Regions from separate parts of the Mus musculus genome. Here all the other regions are linked to region 1. Evidence: chromatin contacts called from public Hi-C and HiChIP or PLAC-seq data. All regions are on one chromosome and are shown on one strand. The core of a region is the stretch at or near the end of the contact, and the rest is flanking DNA. Distances in the headings are between cores, read along the strand shown.

Region 1 (2,700 bases), core at 3-2,502:
CAGTTGAAGTGGTCATCCAATGATGGACTCTGTTTATAATTTTCAAGAATTCTGGAAATGCTTGATTGGAGTCAAGAAAGCGCCTAAGAACATATGCCAGTCTTGCAGAAGATCCAAGTTCAATTCCCAGTCCCCATGTGATGGCTGAGAGCTATCACCTATAACTCCAGTTCCAGGGAATCTGGGGACCCCTTCAGTCCTCTGTGGATACCAGAAACACAAATAGTGCATAAAACACTCTTACCCATAACATTAAAATATTTAAAAATGAAAAAGGAGATGAAAAGGAAGGATATCAATTTTTTTTCTTAGACACATATTATATGTGTGAATTCTTACCACAAATGAATGGAAATATTTGTTCTACGAGTTCTGGAGGCCTAGGGAAGGTAAGGACCCAACAAGAGATGCCTGGAGACTCTCAAATCATAATACGTTAAAAAGTTGTGGTGGAACAAAGAAAAAGAGCTTTAACGTTTCCTTAATTCCACAGGTGACCTTTTAAGATAATTTATTTTCTAGGTAAGATAATTCAAATACATTCTGGATAATGAACTGTATGAGGGCAGCCGAGGGCTCGCGTCCTTCCTGTTGCCTGGGGCACACAGCTCTTTGGGGCCATAAAGTTGGTTTGTTATCTGATTTCTCACTTTCCCGAAATATACTGAGAATACATGGTAGGTGTTTGCTGCGGTGAGTTGGCGTTTGATAAATGTCCATTGAATTCAATTGGTTACCTAAGGGCTTAGGGCCAGGGAGACGGCAAAATATTTACGAGACCGTTTCTTCTGTTAAAAAGCCTAAGAAATATAGGCTCATTGAGCTGTTAGTTTTTGCAGCAAAGATGGATGTGCGCGACTCTCCCCATAGCTGAGGATAGTCTAGGCCTTTGCAAAGCAACTGGCCATATTAGGAGAGAAGCTGGTGGCTGAGAATAGACAGGCTAATCCTTTAACAAAGGTGATGCCCGAGACTCTAATACCCTAAGAGAAGCTTTTTTTTTTTTTTTTTAAAGGAAGAAGCAGCCAATTACAAGCATTTTACAATGTGAGGGTCCTATGAAATGTTTAGTTTAAATTGGCTGTAGTTTAAGCAGTGTCTCCCCCCCACCCCCACTCTGCTTTTAAAAGAAAGAAGCAAACTCAAGAAACCCTGGAGAAAGGATTAAGTTTAAGAAGGTCCCATACCTTCTACAGCTAAGGACTGAGGCAAAGGAAATTGTGGTTTCTGAGGATGTCCTAAGGCACAAACCTTTGACTCATCAAATAAAGATTCAATTGTACTCACAAAGGTCGTGTTCCCTCACATAAGAGGGAGTGGCATATTTGTAATTACTGCCAACTACAAGACCTGAAAAAATAAAATTAGCGATTACTCGTTAGAGTATACAAATAGCTTCTACCCTCCAGTGGTCCCAGATTTCAGGGGCTAGGCGGCGGGGAGGAGTTGAAGAAATATGTCTTCTAGAAAGTTCTGGGCTAAATAAAAGAGACCACATAAAACACCAGTGCTTATGCAGAATAAACTTGTTTCACTTCTGCATATTTTTATTTTTGCAGATTTGTCACTAGTTTCGTTTGTAGTGCTTCCCATTTTTTTCTCTCCATACCTTCCATGTAAACTTGGGAGCTCCACAGAAAGTTATGTGGTCAGTACTATAAGTAAGATGACATTTCTGACTGCTGAGGCCTTCTTCTTCTGTTTTATCACAAATCTTTGTTAATGATGAGAGTTACCTACTTAAGCAATGTCCACAGTCTTGAGAGCTGTCAGCAAACCCTAGGGATGGTTTACAGTTAAATTATTGCTAAAGAGTTAAATGCTGTTTGCTTATCAAATATGAGGTTGCTGGATCTACACAGGAGTAGTAAGAGTATAATAATTTTAGTAATGAACAATGCATCTTTCAGGAGATTAAGAAATTTGAGTAGAAATAAATATAGTATTCTATTGCAACCTAATATACTTGAAGCATATAACGGTTTGGAAGGGCTACATTTCAGAATATAGGTGATTAAGACGTTGTTTATATGATTGTCACTCCCCAGTAGATGTGGTATCTTGGGATGTCTGAGTGTGTGCCTGTGTGTAGATGCAAATGTTTGTGCTTGTGCGTATAGGACAGAGGACAGTTTTAGTGTTCTTTTTCAAGTGCTGTCTTCCTTAATTTTTTTTTTTTTTTTGAGACAAGTTCTCTCATTGGCCTGGAAGTCACCAGGCTAAGCTGTCTGGTCAGCATGCCTAAAGGATCTATTTCTGCCTCTATAGCACTGGGGTTCCAAGGGAGAGACATCACACTTTCTTAGGTAGTTACAGATGATTGAATTTAGGTCCCCCTGCTTGTAAGGCAAGTCCTTTACAGTTATCGCCACAGTCTTTTAAATTTAACTTTATTCTTTTGAGACAAAGTCTTACTCAGTGTAACCCGGACTGGCCTGAAACTCACTATATAGCCCTCGCTCACCTCGATTCACGACAATCCCCGTGCTACAGCATCCTGAATGCTGCGGTTGGAAGACTAATCCTGACTACGAATAAATGTTTTCCAAGTAGTTACTTTTTCTAAATCGCCCAAGATATGTTGTTTCTAACATAGCATTTGGTGCAGTGTAAATAGATTTGGGATGCTACTTGTTGTAGTCTGAATGCAATGCTTTTACTGGAGGAAGCACTATTTTAAATTCCCAAGCATGTGTGGGG
Region 2 (2,700 bases), core at 198-2,697, 470 kb before region 1:
TTTTCCATGGGATTTCTGTTGTCTACATTTCCGTGTATAAGCTTGCGTACAGATATTAGATATTCTGCTTTTCCGGTATTCGACCTCATAATGATCCTCACAGTGACACAGCTCTCCCACAGCATCCGTGATCGATCACAGACGCATCCCCCTTGCTTGCAGCTTTTGCTTTTCCGGGTTTTCAGATGCTGTTCTCCACCTCTGGTTGGAATAATAACCGTAAATTTTTTGTTCTTGCTGGTTTTACCGTTTGATCATCACGTTTGGGTTCTACATATCTCCTGCCGACCCTTGCTAGCCGGGATCCGTGGACCTAGCCAGTTCTTAAAACGGTCCATCATCCTTGTCTATAGACAGATGCCATTGAATCTTATGGTGTTTGTTTCCCACCCACGCCTTGCTCTTCTTCCAAACCATCCACAGTACAACTTTCTGTTTACTTGAAACTTTCGAGTCAATGAAGTCTTAGTCTTTCCCATGAATTCCTGGTGGGTTTTCTTCAGTACTTTCGAAACTGTCCGTATTTTAACGTCATGTTAAAATCCACTTGGGTCTGTGTGTTGAGTGGGGCTGGCAGTGCTCTTTGGTTCTCTTGGTGAGGCTGAGGGCTCAGAAGTAGGTCCTGTTTAGCTCTCCATTGGTAGTCACTGAGTTTTTAAATGAAACTTTATCATTTCCTCTCTGATTCATACATCTTAACATTGTATTTCTTTTTCTTGTTTTAATGTACTGGCTAGGATATTTTCTGCATCTCTTGAGGTGGGTCTTTCTATTTTAATATTCCTCTGTAGGTGAATTGCATTGCTTTTAGAATGTGAAAATGGCCATTTCCTGCTTAACTGCAACATTGTCGATAGTGTGTACATTGGTAGGCTTAGTGAAACCATATTTTGCCAGTATCTGTGCCTTATCCATGAGTATATGCTTTATTTTTAGAATAGATTATAAATACTTCTCTTTTTTTAGTATTGGTCCTTATGACAGAGGATGTCCCGTTGACTTATTCATGTGTGCACACAGATTAATCCCAAGCGTGAGGTGATGGATTTGCAGAGCTCGTCTCCCCCCGTGGTGGATGTCCTTTCTTTCGATTCAACCACAGTAAGTAGTCTTTCTCTAACTTAAGCGGTGCTGCACCATTTGTCACAGTCTATTTCCTTACAAAGTGAAAGAATCGGGGATAAAGCGTGAGCTCGGTGGCCTAACCTTTCAGCACAGCAAGGCTGTATACAAAGTCATTTCTACGTTTCTAAAATACCACCAGGGGGAGCAGCAGCCATTTCCAGAACAGTTTTACCTTGGAATATCTTAAACTCAGTCGAACTCACCCTCCCTGTACCCCTGCCCCCCTTGTTTCCTGCTCACTTCCCCCCGCCCCCCTATTTCCTGCCCCCCCTGTCCCCTACCTCCTGCCTACCCTGTTCCCTGCTCCCTTCTCCCCCATCCTCTGCCCCCTATCCCCTGCTCCCTGTCCTGGGGTACTACCCTGCTGTCATAGAGAAGACTGTACTGCCCTAAAAATGGCAGTTCCTCTGCTTTGTTTATGTTACTCTCTTGATGGATTACCCAGAAATAAAGTATCTCTACTACTTACAATTTTGTTTATAAAAATGATCCGTATATGTTGCGCATCTGAAGGTTTCAGAGACAGTTTGAGCCATCTACCTTCTGTGTCTGCCCTCTCTTCTACACAAATCACAGTAACGCTGCTGATTAGCACAAGCCCTGCTCTGAGAGCAGGAAGAACAGTGTTGCCTGTGACCACACTGACACCACGCTGTCCATTTAGTTCAGTATTGTGGGTAAAATTTTAAAGAAACACAGCCTGACATATAGACTCAAGTAGATGCCAAGAAGCAAATCTAGCGCAAAGGAGTTCTGCCTGTCCCCAGGAAGCACTGCAGTCCTGCAGCTATGAAGGGTCCTCTCAGAGTTAGTGCCAGTGAGAATGTTCTTCTCTGAGAAGACGCAGCAGCGAGAGCCACATAGCAGCAAGCAGGCCCTCACTGTGAAGGGAAGGCACGAGTCTGTGGTGGAGCTGATCTGGGCACTTACCGTGCTCACATCCACAAACCCTCAGCATTTCTGCACGAATGAGTGACTTGTCCAATTAAATTTATCTAAACATTAGCTAGCTAGCTAAAACTTGGCACAGTGCTCTCCCTATAGTTAGTCTTCAATGAACTTGACACACCCCATGCCTCTGACCCCATATGTCCCAGTGAGCTGACTTTGTATTCTGTAGATAAGGTAGCTTGGGAAGTCACCAGCAGGCTCGACTTTAGTGCTCCTGACTTAGAAACTGTCTCAGAGTTTTCCTTCTCTTTTTGAGACTCACTCCCCCTGCCGGTACCCTTTAAGCTTTGCAAAGACTCCTGACTTGGGGCTAGAGAGGTGGCTCATCAGTTAAGAGCACTGGCTACTTTTCCAGAGGTCCTGAGTTCAATTCCCAGCAACCACATGGTGGCTCACAACCATCTGTAATGGGATTGATGCCCTCTTCTGGTGTGTCTGAAGAGAGCAACAGTGTACTCATATTTTAAAAACAAAAAACAAAGAAACCAAGTTTGCTCTGAAGGTGGGCCTGTCACCAGCTAGAGCAAAAGGGTACTTATCCCTTGACGGTAACCCAGAAGAACCAGAATCAGCTAGTTTATGTGGTATTTGTGGGACTGTGATGAAGGAGTGTCATCCACAAGA
Region 3 (2,700 bases), core at 108-2,607, 350 kb after region 1:
ATAGTCTGGCAAATTCTTGTGAGTTTCTCATGAGAAAGCTACATAGGGTTAGAGTGAGAGGAGTTAGAGATTTTATAGAGATATATGAATATAAATATGCATGTATACAATCATATATACATAGATACAGACAGAGAAAGAGTGAGATAGAGTGCTAAAGACAGAGAGAGAGAGAAAAAAGAAAAGAGGGAAGGAGAGGAAGTCTGATATAAGGATGCTGTTTACGAAAGTCTAGAGGCTCAGAAATGGTGGACTCTTCAGTTACCAAACTAAAGACCCAGGGAGGCAACCATAGAGGTCTCATCTCAGTATAAATCCAAGTTTGAAGATAAAAGATGGCAGAATGCTCCAGCCCAAAGAGTCTCCAACAAAGAAACTTCATTCTCTCTTTTTTCGGTCTTTATGCTCTGATTTGGCCTTCAGTGGATTAGAGGCTGTTTAGAAAGAACCACTGACTTCGCCTTATCTGCATATTCAAGTATTCAACTCACCCATATGTACCTTCATAGATATACAGACTTGAGTTATGAGCACCAGAATTTGGCCAACTGCCAGGTAGCCATGCTAACAAAGGAGAAGCAGTGGTAGAAACAGACATAATTTCAAATCAAGTACAACCTTGACAACTGCCTGATGGACTCTAGGTTTTCTAAACTTTTTTGAGTTCTTGGGGTTTTTTTTTGTTTGTTTGTTTTGGCTTTGGTTTTCAGCTTTTGTTTCCTTCACATCAAGCTTCCCTGTGCTCTGCTGACCCTAACCTCTTTCTTCATAATTATATGCCAAGCTCATAAATTCAGACCTTACAACATATTTGGATCTTATATATTAGTAAGTTGCAAGTTACCAGTTATGCGTGTGTATACATCTTCTCCAGTTAATTGAAAAGTCGGTACAGTGAAGGCAGCTTAAGAAAAATGGTGGTGGTGGTGGCATCAGGGACCTCTGGCCCATAGTGACAAATGGGATGACATATAGTCATTTCTACATTGGGAAAGGCTTTACTGCCATTTCTATGTATGTCTAATGTCCTTTGATCTGCTGCTGCAAAAGACCTCAGTGGTAGAATAGAATAGGATGGGGTTTGTTTCACAATAAACAAGACAATCTTCCCAGTCCCTTCCTCACTATGTCTTAAAGCGGTGGTTCTCAACCTGCAGGTTGTGATTTCTTTGAGGATCCAACGACCCTTTCACAAGACTATCGGGAAATCCCGATATTTACATTATTAGATTCCTAACAGTAGCAAAATTACAGTTATGAATTAGCAACACAAAATAATTTTATGGTTGGGGGGTTTCACCACAACCATAGACCAGGAACTGTAGGAAAGGGTCACCACAGCAGGAAGGTTGAGAACTGTTGTCCTAAAGCATGAACCCAGGAAAGGGAGTTTGTGTCGACTGGTCAAGTTCATCTTCATGGATACTCACTATACATTTCTTCAGAGAAATCTATTTGTTGGAAGCACATCTTCTCTGGAAGGTGGCTGGATTAGAGAAAACCTCAGAACCAACCTGATTGTACACCGTGGTTTCTCTTTCACTTTTGTCATCTCTGGGACAAAATATCTGCAACAAACCTTAGAAAAACAAACGAACCCATGATTAACTTTAGCTCAGTTTTATGGCTAGAGAGGCACGACAGCTGGGGCTCCTTCTGCGGTGGGAGCTCACAGAAGGACCTATTCCCTCTCCAGAGGTTCCAGAAGACGGGAGAATTTGAGTTTAGAGTAGTCAATCCCAGCAACCCACTTCCTCTTCTTAGATCCCCATTCTAAAGTTACACCAAGTACAAAGCCGACATCTGGGGCTGCCAGCTGGGGTTCATTTGACCACTCGGGGACATTTGAAGCCCCCGAAGTGCTCTGTGCCCCATGTTTCCCAAGGATTTGTCTTCAGCTTTTCTTTCTCTCCTCTTGAATTCTGTCTTCCTTACTACTTCCGTCACTGTTGTTTGTTTTTTTTTTTTTTTTCTCTTTCTCTCAGCGTCGTCTCTCTTTGATTTCTTAGCTACTGTGTCTTCTTTTCCAAGGTAAGCCGCATGCTGTTGCTCTTTGCCGGTGATGTTCTTTTGAACAAGTCCTTTATTTCTGAATCTTTCTCTTTCAATTCATCGTTCCCCCTCAGGTGACCCTTTCCAGTTTCCAGATGTCCGAGATACATGCTCCTTCAAGCTCGCTGCCACCCTAGTCGCCTCTCCTCACACAGACTTTTATCCAGATGACGCTCTCTTTGCTGATGAGGCGCAGTGGAGCCAGGGAGGCCAGGAAAGTAAAAGAACATAAAAGCAAACAGACAAATTAATGACAAGTTTGTTCAATTCTGGCTGTGCATTTCAGGGCAGAGGTGCTGGTAACAGGTCACAACATTCAGAAATCACTCTGACAGTAGGACATCTGTCATGACTGAGGCCAGGCCCTGTCTGTGCCTGGCGCCAAGCTTGTGGCACCAATTTATATCTCCCTCTAAGGCCCCTGGCTCCTGATATCAGCACTGAGACAGTGTGTAAAATGACAACCACGATTAATACGTTCTCACCTCTGATCCCAGAAACCAGACTATTAACTACCAAAAGAGTTTTTCACCGAAGTAAAGGATCAAAAATAGCTATACTTAAGGAGAATTGTGTATAAAACCCTCAATGTTCAAGTCAGAAAGAGGCTCCCATGAGTTGAATGATTTTTTTTAACTTGTAGACAAC
Region 4 (2,700 bases), core at 125-2,624, 320 kb after region 1:
CGTGGAAACTGAGGAATAACAAAGTCAGTCACTAGTATAGGGCCACCTTTAGCTGTGGGATGCATCCCACTCCACTGCTTAACTTCATATCACAACACTGCTGACCATTAAGTGCCTTTACTGTGTTTACTAATGGAGGAACAGATAGATTGACTAAAGAAGTGGGAAGGGCACGCGACTCTGTGGATAAAGTGCTGTGCAAACATGAAGCGCTGAGTTTGAATCCTCAGAACTTAGGTAACTCAGGCAGGAGCTATCCTGAGGTAGCTGGCACTTTTTGATAACCCCAGAGCTCCCAGGGTGGCAAGACAGAAAGAGGAGACAAGAATCCCCAGAAGGTGTGGGCTAGCTTGCCTGGCATATAGAGAGAAAAACAAAGGGAAAGGTTTTGAACAAAGTGAAAAAGAAGGACTGGTGTTTGTGATTGTTTTCAGACCTGTATATGTGCACATGTATGTGCATGGATAAATAACACACACAGAGACAGACAGAGAGACAGACACACAGACACACAGACAGACAGACACACAGATAGACACCAACACACACAGTGAGACAGACAGACACTGACACAGAAAGACAGACAGACACTGACAGACACATACACAGACATACAAACTGACATACACACACAGGCAGATAAACAGGCAGAACTCACACACACACACACACACACACACACACACACTTACACATGAGGAGACAGGCAGACAACAACACACATATGAGAGAGACACACAGAGAGACAGAGAGACAGGAAGACAGGCAGAGAGGCAGAGAGACAGATTGGTTAAAAGAAAATGGAGCAATGCATTTTCATAGTCGTACTAGAAATGATTCATATTTTTCTCGGCATGCGGTGGGTTCCTAAACATCCTCCCATCTAAAGCTACCAGCAGTCCTGCAGAGCAGAAGACAGTGCATGGACTCATTACGCATATGGATCGACTAACCCTCAGAGACGTTATATGACTTTCACCAGTTCTCCCAGTTTTGAATTGGTGACTCAGACATCAGCTTTGCCAAGTCCTCTGCTGTGGATAGCACACAACAACACTTCCTTTATAAGTGATTGTTCTGCATATTTTGAGAAACAACACTAAACCAGAAATATTAGCAGTGAAGTACTTCAGGGGAACATGTTACAAAATCTGTTATCATATCACATACTAGGGATATAACATTTGATATGTGAGCCATTTGATAGTGAGACCGGTTGTGTTGGGCATCTCAGGAATCAATGGATGAGTGTTTTTAGGCGTCTGCTCTTTTCTTTTTAACCACATTGAGATATACTGTCCTACACAGAGCTTGTCAAGGTGTAATGTGTAAAACAGATCATTGTCTGAGCACAATTAAAGCCGAAGTAAACAACATGACTGATTCTGACAACCTAACCACACCCACTGGCAATCTTCCTTAAAACCACAAGAAGACAATGGAGTAGCTTGTGTTGAGAGAAAATTTAAAAATAAACTCTAAGTTCTTGCCAAGACATGATAAAAGACGGAATCTTGACAAATGCTAATGAATAAAAATACCTAGGCTTATGTAAGGTGATGTTCTCCATTCTTGTTTTTTAGAGGGGGTTTTTTGTTTTTGTTTTTGTTTTTGTTTTGTTTTTGTTTTTTGTTGTACCTTTTTTTTTCTCCACGTAGCCAATATTTTTCCTCTTTTCTGATAACTATGTAGAAACTGCTATTTTCAGTAAGAGAATCTTTTAGAGTATAGATCAGGAACCATACATGGATGAATTTGAATTTTGTAACCCATGAGAACAAAAATAAAGGTTTTAATTCTACTTTGGGGATTAAATGAGATGCCATAGTTCTTTACCCAGTCACTCATTCATGTTTTCTTTGTACTGTTCTAAAACACACTGGCAAACAAAATCCTCGCCCATAGATGATCTATTTAAATAAGTACTGGAAATAAGAAACTTTCTATGATAATTCATGATAGTACTGGTTCGGTGTCATATGAGGGATGTGGGGTTATAATCCGTATAAACTGATGCAAGCAATGGTCTTTGATCCTTGGTAAGCATCCTATTGAGAACAAAAGTGGAAGTTAAAATGTGTTTTAAGATGAGTCCCACAGTACCAAGTAACTGCTTATTCATCTATATTTGCAGATGTCTGGGGTGGGCGGAGCAAAACTCATTGACAGCAAACGTACTGCACAATGATGCAATCAATCCTGGCGTCTGATTAGCCCACTCCTCCTCACGAGCTAAAAGTACCCCGCTTGAAGAAAATGATAATCAGTCAATAATTGGTATCAATTAAGTATGCTTACTTCTTTATGTGAATATGAATCACCCTCTTTCTAGGAATCTGTGACGGTGTTGCAAACTCAAAATGTATTCATTTACGCACTGCAGAAGGAAAGAGAATACAAGAGGTGGCGGTCTGTGAATGTCACAAAGAAGGAAGAACCAGAATTCCACAGCTATGTGCAGATATGAAGGAAAGGAAAGTATTTCAAACTTATGGGAATAGCAAGAGTCTTGGGCTTTGTTTTATGGTGGCTTTGTTTTTGTTTCGACAATGAAATAAAAAAGGCAAGCAGAAAATCTGGAATTTTAGTATTGCATGCGTGGTTGAAGCTGTATTACTGAAAACGGATGAGGAAATTTTACAAGCTTAATTGCAATGCAAACATATGAGACAGAGTAGAGGATCTCTGCTGTTCATCTAG
Region 5 (2,700 bases), core at 64-2,563, 380 kb before region 1:
ACTCTGTCGTTGGTATTTCTCCTGTTTCCGTGTTGCAGTTCACGTATCTGTTGACTTGTACATTTTCGGTTATGTAGGGATCTTGATGAGCAGCCCACTCTACTTGAAGCATCATTTAGAAGGAAACAGAGTGCATGTGGAGCCATCTTCTGCTGCCCCCCAGGGAGCTGCGTGTTCGAAGCTCACCCCTTGGTGTATCACCAACCTTTCTCCTCTGTGTTTTTCAGAGACTCTTTCATTCCCTCTGTAGATTCCCAGTAGTCTTTTGCTCTTCTTTGGGAAAGAATCTTTTTTTTTTTTTATTATTTCAATTCCCCTTTTCACTGGCACACAGAGATAGCCGGTAGCCTTCCATCTTACCCAGAAATCCTACTTCATTTTCTTATGTAAAATGAAATACTTGGATGCCCACACTCTGATTATGGTCAGATAATCTGTCTTTGGTACTAGGAACCTATCCGTCATCAAACATAGCCATCCTCTCCAGTTTCAAGTTCTGACACTGTTCTAAGAGCACTGTAACTTCTGTCCTGGATCACAGTCTGTCTCCCTTTTGTCTTTTTATTTTTTTAGTACTTGGGGAATGAATTTAATGGCCTCAGATATTCTGGCCAACAGATCTACCATTGAATGACAGCTCCACAAGGTCACATGAAGTTCCCCAGACCGGCACTGGACTTAGAATTGTCCTACCTCAACTTCCCAAGTTACAGGGTTACCAGCCTGTTACTGGCCACCAGGCCTGGGCTCCGAACTGCTCTTCTCTTGAGCAGAGCGTGCCTACGTGACTTAGTTTTCTGTCTCCAGAATGTCTTACTAATACTGAGCATAACTCTTTTTTTCTTTAAAGGTAGAAACAAACTCATTTTGACAAGACACACGAGTCTCAGTACGTTATGAATCCTCTCATAGGTTCAAGTGACCCTCCCCTTCTAATCAAAATGAGCAAAGAGATAATAACATATGACCCAGGGCAATGGATTCCTAATGGTGCCAAAGGTAGCTTCGGGAAAGGGCCTGACAAAGGTGTCCTTTACTATAATGACGGACAGCAAGCTGCAAAGGACAAAGAATAACCTGAAAAGATTATGCTTGATTCTTAACTTAGATGTTGTATAACTTCCTCCTACCACGTTCGGCCCACAATTCTTCGAGAGTTCTAATAGGAACCGTGTCCATTCCACCTTTGTTCCTAGTGGGAAAAGCCAGGTCTTTCTTTACAAATGTCTCTCTCTGCAGAACAGTGGTTGTAACCAAGGGGCTGCAAGGGCCCTTTCACCTGGAGAGCAACAGGCTCTTTGGAAGATGTCACTTCCTCCTGGTTAGGGACTATGCGGTGTCTCTGCAAAAGGGTCCCTCCAAGAGGTTCTGCCGATGCGTTTGGATCAATCTTCAATCTCTCAGTAGGCTTGGGGAAAAAAAATGTTGTGTAATAAACCATTAGGGGGTGGTGGCAGTTTCTTCTCCCCAAGAGAAATGATTGCGACTCACATTTAAAATAACATTTCTCTCCTTTGCTGGCTACAATTGCAAGAGTCTCTTCAGCACCACTCTCTGCATGAGGTAAGATAAGTATTTTGTCATCTTCTATTATTAGGGAGGGATTCTGAGTCACACAGAAGCTAAGCGATTTTTTTTTCTCCCGGCCTCAGAAATAAAAGGATGAACACGAAGCTGGCTGATGAGCACATTATTTTAGGAGGAGGGCAATCGTGTCAGTGTTGCCTCATTTTCCTGGACAACTGCACCGGCTTCCTAGTCGGTTTCTCTGCCCGCAGTTTCTCTCCTCCCCGAGCTGCACTCACCCCCACAGTTACCAGAATTATATCCTAAAACCATGTCACACTTCTTTGTCACACACCTCTGACTGGGGAGTCCGTGCGGGAATCTCAAGCGCAAATTCTTTAGCTTGGTGTTTAAAGCCCATTTCCGGGATCCTAAGCTGCCTCCCTCACTCACGTTCCTTCCCAGTCTTTTACTCCGACACTGCTCAGCCAAACTGCAATGATCATGTATGTCCATCCCAAAGAGCCTCGTGCATTTCTCTCCGGTAGAGCGCCTTCCTTTTCTTATCCCTGGGGGTTATGGTTTGGATCTTGAATATCTCTCAAAGGCTGTGTGTTGAAGGGTTCCTCTCTAGCCTGGGGAGACATTGGGAGATGGTGGAGACTTTAGGAAGTGGAGCTGGGTTAAGTTAGATCACTGGATGTGCACATTTGAAGGAGATAACAGGAGCCCAACCTATTACTGTCCCTCTTTCTTCCTTGACCACCAAGAAGTGAGCATTCTCTTCTTTGTTTTCTCCCATGATGCTTTGCCTATCACCTGTGCCAGAGCAACAAAGCCAGCTGATCACCACCTAAGATCTCTTTAAAAGTATTATCTGTTACATTTTAATGTATACTGGCCTTTTGTCTGCATGGATGTCTGTGTGAGGGTGTCCTCTGGGATATCCTCTGGGAATGGAGTTATAAACAGCTATGAAATGACGTGTAGGTGCTAGGAATTGAACCCAGGTCCTCTGGAAGAAAAGTCAGTGTTCTTACCTGCTGAGCATTCTCTCCAGCCTAGTATCTCTCTAACTGTAACTCCAAATACATTTCCCTTCTTGTGGTGGTTTGATAGGTTAGGTCCCGTAGGTTCATGTGTTTGAATGCTTGGCCATAGGAATGGCACTATTAGGAGCTGTGACCTTATTGT
Region 6 (2,700 bases), core at 13-2,512, 450 kb before region 1:
GGAATAACCCATACTATTGGGGGTCAAGAGAATGGAATTCATTGCAGAGCTTTGTGATGTAATTGATAAGGTTTGAGATGGGTTGGAAGATCCAATCGTCAGGTATCATTTCCAGATTTCTAGATTGTAAAGTGATAAAATGACTTATGGAGGCAAGGGACCTTGCAAGTTTTCATATGGGCACCTTAAGTGGGATGTGTCTGAATCATTCGATAATGTTAATAGATAGCAAGTGTACAAGATCACACATACATGCACTTAAAGGGAAGGGCAGTGTAGAAGTGAGATTGTATAAATATTCTTCATGTGAGTAGTAATGGAGCAGCAAGCAAGCTTAGAGAAGATTTCTAGAGAACACAGGGAAGAAGAAAGTTTAGTAACACAAATGATACATGCCCCACGGTGGCCAATACAGCTACCCTGATCTGATACATTGTATCCAAGTGTGGCAATACCACACTGTGCCCTCAAAACGTGTACAAGTACTGTGTTAACTCAAATATGTACAGTCCATTAAAACTTTAAATTTAGAGCTGGGCCTTGAGACATTTAATGAAATAACAAAACACTAGAGGGAAGCATAGAAAACAGCAAATGGTGTCGGGACAGCCCGGTGGGTAAGAAAGACATTCCAAAAGAGGGTCAGTCAGCGCATCTGAAAACCCAGGAAAGAAGTCCCCCACAAACGCAGCAGAGATTATTGGTAACCCTTTGACGCATTGGTTTGATGAAGTAATATAGAGAGAAACCACTCTGAATGAAGTGATCTGACGAGTGAGTAGGGGAGGGAGGTGTGAGCAGAAGGCACTCAGTCGTGAGTACCTATTCATACGTTTGAATATGAACACTTACGTAATGAATACATATTCACATATATGAAGCAGTGGACACACACAAAGGAAAGGCTAGTTCTAGTGAAGGATTCCTGAATTGCTGTGGGAGTAATTACAGAGAAGACGGTATGTCTAAGCATGAGGTGAGTGCCAGGTGTGTACAAGCATGGCCTCTGAACAGTTAAACGGGTGACAGAAGAGTTAAATCAGAGACGGTGTCTCTCTCCGAAGTCCCCAGTACTCAAGCTGAAGTTATAAGAATGTCTATAATAACAGCCAAAGGACCAGAGTGTGCATGGTCAGCAGCTGCAAAGGCAAGGAGGCTTCAGAAGGAAATGGGTTCAGAGAACTGAGCAACACCACTCGGCCACCGCATTTGGATTGAGCTGAGGACCGTAGATGAGGCCGGAAAGAGAAGCTGATGTGTCAGTCAGCCGTCATGAGGCAATCATGAGTGCTTGAAGGGTCACTCTAGGTTAGGAATATTCACCCTAGGAGCCTTGGGGCGACCTGTGGGAGGCTCTCTGCCAGGACAGTCAGAGCAGTTTGGAGCTTCAGAATAATCACCCTAGTAAGAAAGGCAGGCTGAGTGAGACCGTGGACATGGAGCATCAGGAGGCGATGGCAGCAGCAGCCACAGCAATCCCAGCATGCACAGGGGCAAGCACCTGATACCCACCACACTGAATCATGAAGTGCTGAAGAGAAAATGGCAGAGCTTTGGAGGACAGGACTTGGATCTGCTACTTCTTAATGGCGCTGTGCACTAAGGCAAGAAGCAGCAGATTTGGAGCGTGGAGCATCCAGTCTAGAAAGGCAGTTATGAGAGTCTTACTCACCAGTCAAGTGACAAGGCTCCCTCCCAAAAGGAGACCCTACCCTATACTACACCTTCATAATAGGGGTGATGTGTGGTGTGATATGATATGGTTGCCAGTCACATCTCATTCACCAGAGGGTGTCATCACAAGACAGGGTCTTCAAATGTTACTGTCATATAATAGATTGTTGAGCTGAAACGAGAAATAAAAAGTAGGCATTTGACAGTACTTTTGGGCAAAAGGAACATGCTTTGTGGTGGCAGACTTCCTCCTTAGAACTTCCTGCCCAGCCATCTGTGTGCATTCATGTCTGCACGTGACTGAAGAGGGACGGCGATTCCCTTTAACACACAGCATCTGTGAAAAGACCTGAGTTCTACGTTTTATTAAAATGATATGCATTCCTGGGCTATTTTTCCTCATGGTTCTTAAGAAGAAAAACTTTATGAAATCCATTATTTTTTTAATTTGTCTCAGTTTCCAGCAATAAGATAGCAAAAAGAGAAAACATCTATACCTTTCACATACATACAAATTATTACAATGCATTGCCTTAACGCCTTATGAAAATCCTGCTCTTTCTGAGACTTTTAGACTTTTTTTTTCAACTATTCTAAGTTACATAATCTTTGCTTTGTTCTATTCTGATTTTGTTTTGTTTTCTTTTGTTTGGCGGGGGTTGGGGGTCTTGTTTCTTTTTCCTTTCTTTTCTTTTTTCTTCTTTCTTTCTTTGTTTTTGTTTTTGGTGGGGGTTTGTTTTTGTGTTTGTTTAGGTTTTGCTTTTGTTTTTGTTTTGTTTTTGAGACAGGGTTTCCCTGCATAGCCCTGGCTGTCCTGAGACTCACTCTGTAGACCAGGCTGGCCTTGAGCTCACAGAGCTCTGCCCACCTCTGCCTCCAGAGTGCTGGGATTAAAACTGTGTGCCACCACCACTGGCTACCATTCTTTGTTTCTTAAGACCGGTTTTTGCTAGTTCGGGCTGGCCTTCAACTAACTCTGTACCCAGGCTCTCTTGAACTTAGAGCAATCTTCCTGTCTCAGTCTCC
Region 7 (2,700 bases), core at 40-2,539, 400 kb after region 1:
GAACACACAAATGAAATGCAGACAAACAAGTTAGCAGTTCTAAAATAAATAAATTAATTAAATAAATAAAGCAAACCACCATGCTTTTCAAACTGTGGAGAACTTTTAGCACGAAGGGCAAAGTTCAACTCTTGCCTCAGTTTGCAAACCGACCTCTAGCACGGACTTTTAGGGAGAGGAGCAGAGAAGAAGGAGAAGTGAGAGATGAAACCTTTCTGCAGGAAGGTCAGCGCCGCCGCAGACTTGGCACTCGGACTCTCGAGCAGCTGAAGCCTGTCGTCTTAATTTCATTTAGCTGGATGCTCTGCTCGCAAGCCCCCTCTCTCCGTTTCCTGAGGAAGTGGATCCCATCCCCATTTCCCTGCCATCTGGTGAGAGAGGCTCTTTGCTCCCCAAACAACCCCATGTTTACATTTCATCCTCCGTCCTCTTTTGAATCCTCAGCAAAGCAGCCGCTTTGAAAAGGAGCCCAAAGGATTATCCTGAGATGGCTTGCCCTCTTTCCTGTTCCTAAGAGAACCTTTCTTTCTTTTCCCAGCATGACTTAGTGTGGGGACTTGAGGTCTTGAAGTACAGCTTTCTGACTACTTGTCTGATTGCTAAACTTCGAAAAGTGGTAATCTTCCCGAAGGCTTGATGGAAGGTTGCATTTCAGAACATCAGATTAGTTTAGGACATTAGTGCACAGCCTTGGCGAATGTTTAATAATGCCAGTGATCGTACATAGCTTTAACCCCACCTCTGTGGCAGCAGAGACTGGTGGATCTCTGTGAGTTCCAGACTGACCACAGATACACAATGAGACCCTGAGTTACAAAATGAGACCTGTTTCCCCAAACACACAAGACAATGCTCCTGTCTGCAAGGATAACAGAGTATTATTAATAGTGTCAGGGACTGGTGCTTGCCCATGGGATGGGTGTCAAGTTGAGCTGGTCATTGGTTGTAATAGTAACAGTTACCAGATGCACTGATACATTATAAAAAGTAATATCTATTTCTCTTTATGTTGGGCACATGTGACTTTAGAATCTCATTATACAAAATACTAGGTATAATTGCCCAGATCTCATGGTGAAAAAAATTGAAGAGGAAAGCTTAAAAAGTGAGCTTGTGTCACTTACTCAGCCTTGATAGCATGAAAATGCAATAAGGGAGCCTTTTTTTCTTCTCCCTTTTTTTCTTTTCTTTTTCTTCTTGGTGGCAGAATGGATGAGCTATCAGCATGAGTTATTTGGCCTGCCACTTTCTGTTTCTTGTAAGGAGTCACACGAGGGGATGCGTCAGCACTCTGCCACGTGACCTTGAAGGAAGAGTAGCTAGTTTTGTTCTTTGAGTCATAGTGAAAACTGGACAGGCTTAGAGAACTGCCATTCTATGAGAACTTTTTGTCTTCTGGAGGGATGGCAGGTAGGTTAGAGACATTCAAAACTTTGGGAAGGGATGTGATTAGCATTTAAAAGTTTAACCTATATGTCATCCCTTCCAAACGTGTCTATCCCTGGGTGAAATCTTATTTCCGGTCTATGGTTCCTGTGTGGAGTCATCATGAATAATCTTTTTATGAAGCACTACTTTAGGTATTTGGATCGATTGCAGCTCATTTGCATTATAGGGAGAAAGTTCTTGTTGCATGGAATTGTAGACTCCTTAGAGACTTGCATTGCAAGACACTGTAGTGGCTTTATTTAGCATCACTGTGCCGAAACAGCACAAGAAAGTTCTTTACTAGGTTACCTTTGCCTCCTTCAGAAGGGGAACGCAGGATCTTACCCCCAGAACTTGATCACTATGTTTTCGCACCATCTACTAGGAGACTAGGGTTCCAATGACTACTTATTCATACAAACTTACTTAGCAGTTTTGACACTGTCCTGAAAGCCAGAGCTACAATAGTAAGCAAAACACTTAAAATTTCTCTTGTCTCCACGGAGCCTGCTGTCCCCTCTTGGTTTTATGTACTGATTTTCCGTTTGCCTGGACCAAGGTAGAATAGGCAGAGTTGGAAACTTCAGATGCCTGTTTGTAGTAATCTCTCACTGGCCAGTTTCCACCTTCCAAAGTTATAGAGCCTTCCTAAATAGTGCCCACCATCTGGGGACAAGTATTCAAAAGTAATTAAATCAATACAAATTTGAACCTGTGTTATATGCATCATAGTTAATCATATTAAAGAACCAAGCATTGGAAGTTTTCCCTGAGAAAGTAGTTTTGATAAATGAGAAAAATTTGCTCCTCACAGCAAGCAGAAGGGACCTGAGGAATAAGTAGATTTTATATGATCTATAATAAATTAAATAAATCCAGGAGGAGGATTCCTTGCTACCTGCCCCAGTGTTCTGGGTTTCCAAATGAGAGACATTAAGTATATGTATTTTGATATGCCTTTATCAGCTCAAAGGCTGGGCCACTTCCTAACCTTCACATGGCTAATCCACCTCCCTCTGATAACTCCAAGTTAATATTTATTAAAACTCGCCTACCCCCCTCCCCATCATCCCCAGGTCCTACATGGTGGCTATGTCCTCTGTTTCACATCTTTTCAAGTGCGGGATCTCCACTTCTCCTGGCATGGTGAATCTCTTTCTTCTTTCCTCTTGACTCCAAACCCTGGAAAATCCTAAAGTCCCACGTCTGTCTCTGTCTGTCCTGCCCAGCCATTGGCTGGCGACATCTTTTTTTGCTAATCAGAAACAACTG

What was found. A called contact is a pair of places that touch in the nucleus more often than the background predicts. HiChIP or PLAC-seq counts read pairs in DNA pulled down with a chosen protein or histone mark.
Region 2: a Hi-C map of bone marrow-derived macrophages shows a contact between it and region 1, with 23 read pairs. The contact joins two enhancer-like sites. A contact is called at or near these places in 1 of 15 datasets of contacts at CTCF or cohesin (the NIH/3T3 cell line), 14 of 484 Hi-C or Micro-C datasets (the AML12 cell line, B cells, LSK cells and 10 more), 7 of 115 datasets of contacts at active chromatin or transcription factors (bone marrow-derived macrophages, embryonic basal ganglia, embryonic stem cells and 4 more) and 2 of 9 other capture datasets (adipose tissue and liver).
Region 3: a contact with region 1 is called in an H3K4me3 HiChIP or PLAC-seq map of bone marrow-derived macrophages, with 5 times the contacts expected there. The contact joins two enhancer-like sites. A contact is called at or near these places in 1 of 15 datasets of contacts at CTCF or cohesin (the NIH/3T3 cell line), 2 of 484 Hi-C or Micro-C datasets (bone marrow-derived macrophages and nephron progenitors) and 1 of 115 datasets of contacts at active chromatin or transcription factors (bone marrow-derived macrophages).
Region 4: a Hi-C map of the NIH/3T3 cell line shows a contact between it and region 1, with 4 times the contacts expected there. The contact joins two enhancer-like sites. A contact is called at or near these places in 1 of 15 datasets of contacts at CTCF or cohesin (the NIH/3T3 cell line), 6 of 484 Hi-C or Micro-C datasets (the NIH/3T3 cell line, adipose-derived mesenchymal stem cells, bone marrow-derived macrophages and 3 more) and 1 of 115 datasets of contacts at active chromatin or transcription factors (cardiomyocytes).
Region 5: an H3K4me3 HiChIP or PLAC-seq map of bone marrow-derived macrophages shows a contact between it and region 1, with 11 times the contacts expected there. The contact joins two enhancer-like sites. A contact is called at or near these places in 1 of 39 promoter capture datasets (the C10 cell line), 1 of 484 Hi-C or Micro-C datasets (bone marrow-derived macrophages) and 5 of 115 datasets of contacts at active chromatin or transcription factors (bone marrow-derived macrophages, double positive thymocytes, embryonic stem cells and 2 more).
Region 6: a Hi-C map of bone marrow-derived macrophages shows a contact between it and region 1, with 25 read pairs. The contact joins two enhancer-like sites. A contact is called at or near these places in 6 of 39 promoter capture datasets (the C10 cell line, cranial neural crest, frontonasal cranial neural crest and 3 more), 5 of 484 Hi-C or Micro-C datasets (B cells, bone marrow-derived macrophages and embryonic stem cells) and 5 of 115 datasets of contacts at active chromatin or transcription factors (bone marrow-derived macrophages, embryonic basal ganglia, large pre-B cells and 2 more).
Region 7: a Hi-C map of bone marrow-derived macrophages shows a contact between it and region 1, with 15 read pairs. The contact joins two enhancer-like sites. A contact is called at or near these places in 7 of 484 Hi-C or Micro-C datasets (the C2C12 cell line, the MC3T3-E1 cell line, bone marrow-derived macrophages and 4 more), 4 of 115 datasets of contacts at active chromatin or transcription factors (bone marrow-derived macrophages, forebrain, microglia and 1 more) and 1 of 9 other capture datasets (embryonic stem cells).

What each region holds. Positions count from the first base shown.
Region 1 is chr10:99,631,214-99,633,913 of GRCm38.p6, forward strand. All of the region lies in intron 1 of Gm20110 (predicted gene, 20110), which reads left to right. Among named protein-coding and RNA genes, the nearest start is that of Gm20110, 23 kb to the left of the region's middle. Within about 2 kb of position 1,253, at least 45 of the 459 cell types and tissues checked have an H3K27ac peak or open chromatin away from gene starts, as enhancers often do. A contact at or near this core is called in B cells, the NIH/3T3 cell line, bone marrow-derived macrophages and 1 more, where this site is marked.
Region 2 is chr10:99,163,849-99,166,548 of GRCm38.p6, forward strand. It overlaps Poc1b (POC1 centriolar protein B), which reads left to right. Exons shown (of 12, transcript NM_027740.7): 10 at 1,021-1,101. Among named protein-coding and RNA genes, the nearest start is that of Galnt4, 57 kb to the left of the region's middle. Within about 2 kb of position 1,448, at least 46 of the 459 cell types and tissues checked have an H3K27ac peak or open chromatin away from gene starts, as enhancers often do. A contact at or near this core is called in bone marrow-derived macrophages, where this site is marked.
Region 3 is chr10:99,985,179-99,987,878 of GRCm38.p6, forward strand. No RefSeq gene overlaps it. Among named protein-coding and RNA genes, the nearest start is that of Kitl, 29 kb to the right of the region's middle. Within about 2 kb of position 1,358, at least 7 of the 459 cell types and tissues checked have an H3K27ac peak or open chromatin away from gene starts, as enhancers often do. A contact at or near this core is called in bone marrow-derived macrophages, where this site is marked.
Region 4 is chr10:99,950,512-99,953,211 of GRCm38.p6, forward strand. No RefSeq gene overlaps it. Among named protein-coding and RNA genes, the nearest start is that of Gm35437, 49 kb to the left of the region's middle. Within about 2 kb of position 1,375, at least 40 of the 459 cell types and tissues checked have an H3K27ac peak or open chromatin away from gene starts, as enhancers often do. A contact at or near this core is called in the NIH/3T3 cell line and bone marrow-derived macrophages, where this site is marked.
Region 5 is chr10:99,249,363-99,252,062 of GRCm38.p6, forward strand. No RefSeq gene overlaps it. Among named protein-coding and RNA genes, the nearest start is that of Dusp6, 13 kb to the right of the region's middle. Within about 2 kb of position 1,314, at least 53 of the 459 cell types and tissues checked have an H3K27ac peak or open chromatin away from gene starts, as enhancers often do. A contact at or near this core is called in bone marrow-derived macrophages and pancreatic cancer cells, where this site is marked.
Region 6 is chr10:99,180,444-99,183,143 of GRCm38.p6, forward strand. All of the region lies in intron 10 of Poc1b (POC1 centriolar protein B), which reads left to right. Among named protein-coding and RNA genes, the nearest start is that of Gm34574, 50 kb to the right of the region's middle. Within about 2 kb of position 1,263, at least 98 of the 459 cell types and tissues checked have an H3K27ac peak or open chromatin away from gene starts, as enhancers often do. A contact at or near this core is called in B cells and bone marrow-derived macrophages, where this site is marked.
Region 7 is chr10:100,031,477-100,034,176 of GRCm38.p6, forward strand. All of the region lies in intron 1 of Kitl (kit ligand), which reads left to right. Among named protein-coding and RNA genes, the nearest start is that of Kitl, 17 kb to the left of the region's middle. Within about 2 kb of position 1,290, at least 47 of the 459 cell types and tissues checked have an H3K27ac peak or open chromatin away from gene starts, as enhancers often do. A contact at or near this core is called in bone marrow-derived macrophages, where this site is marked.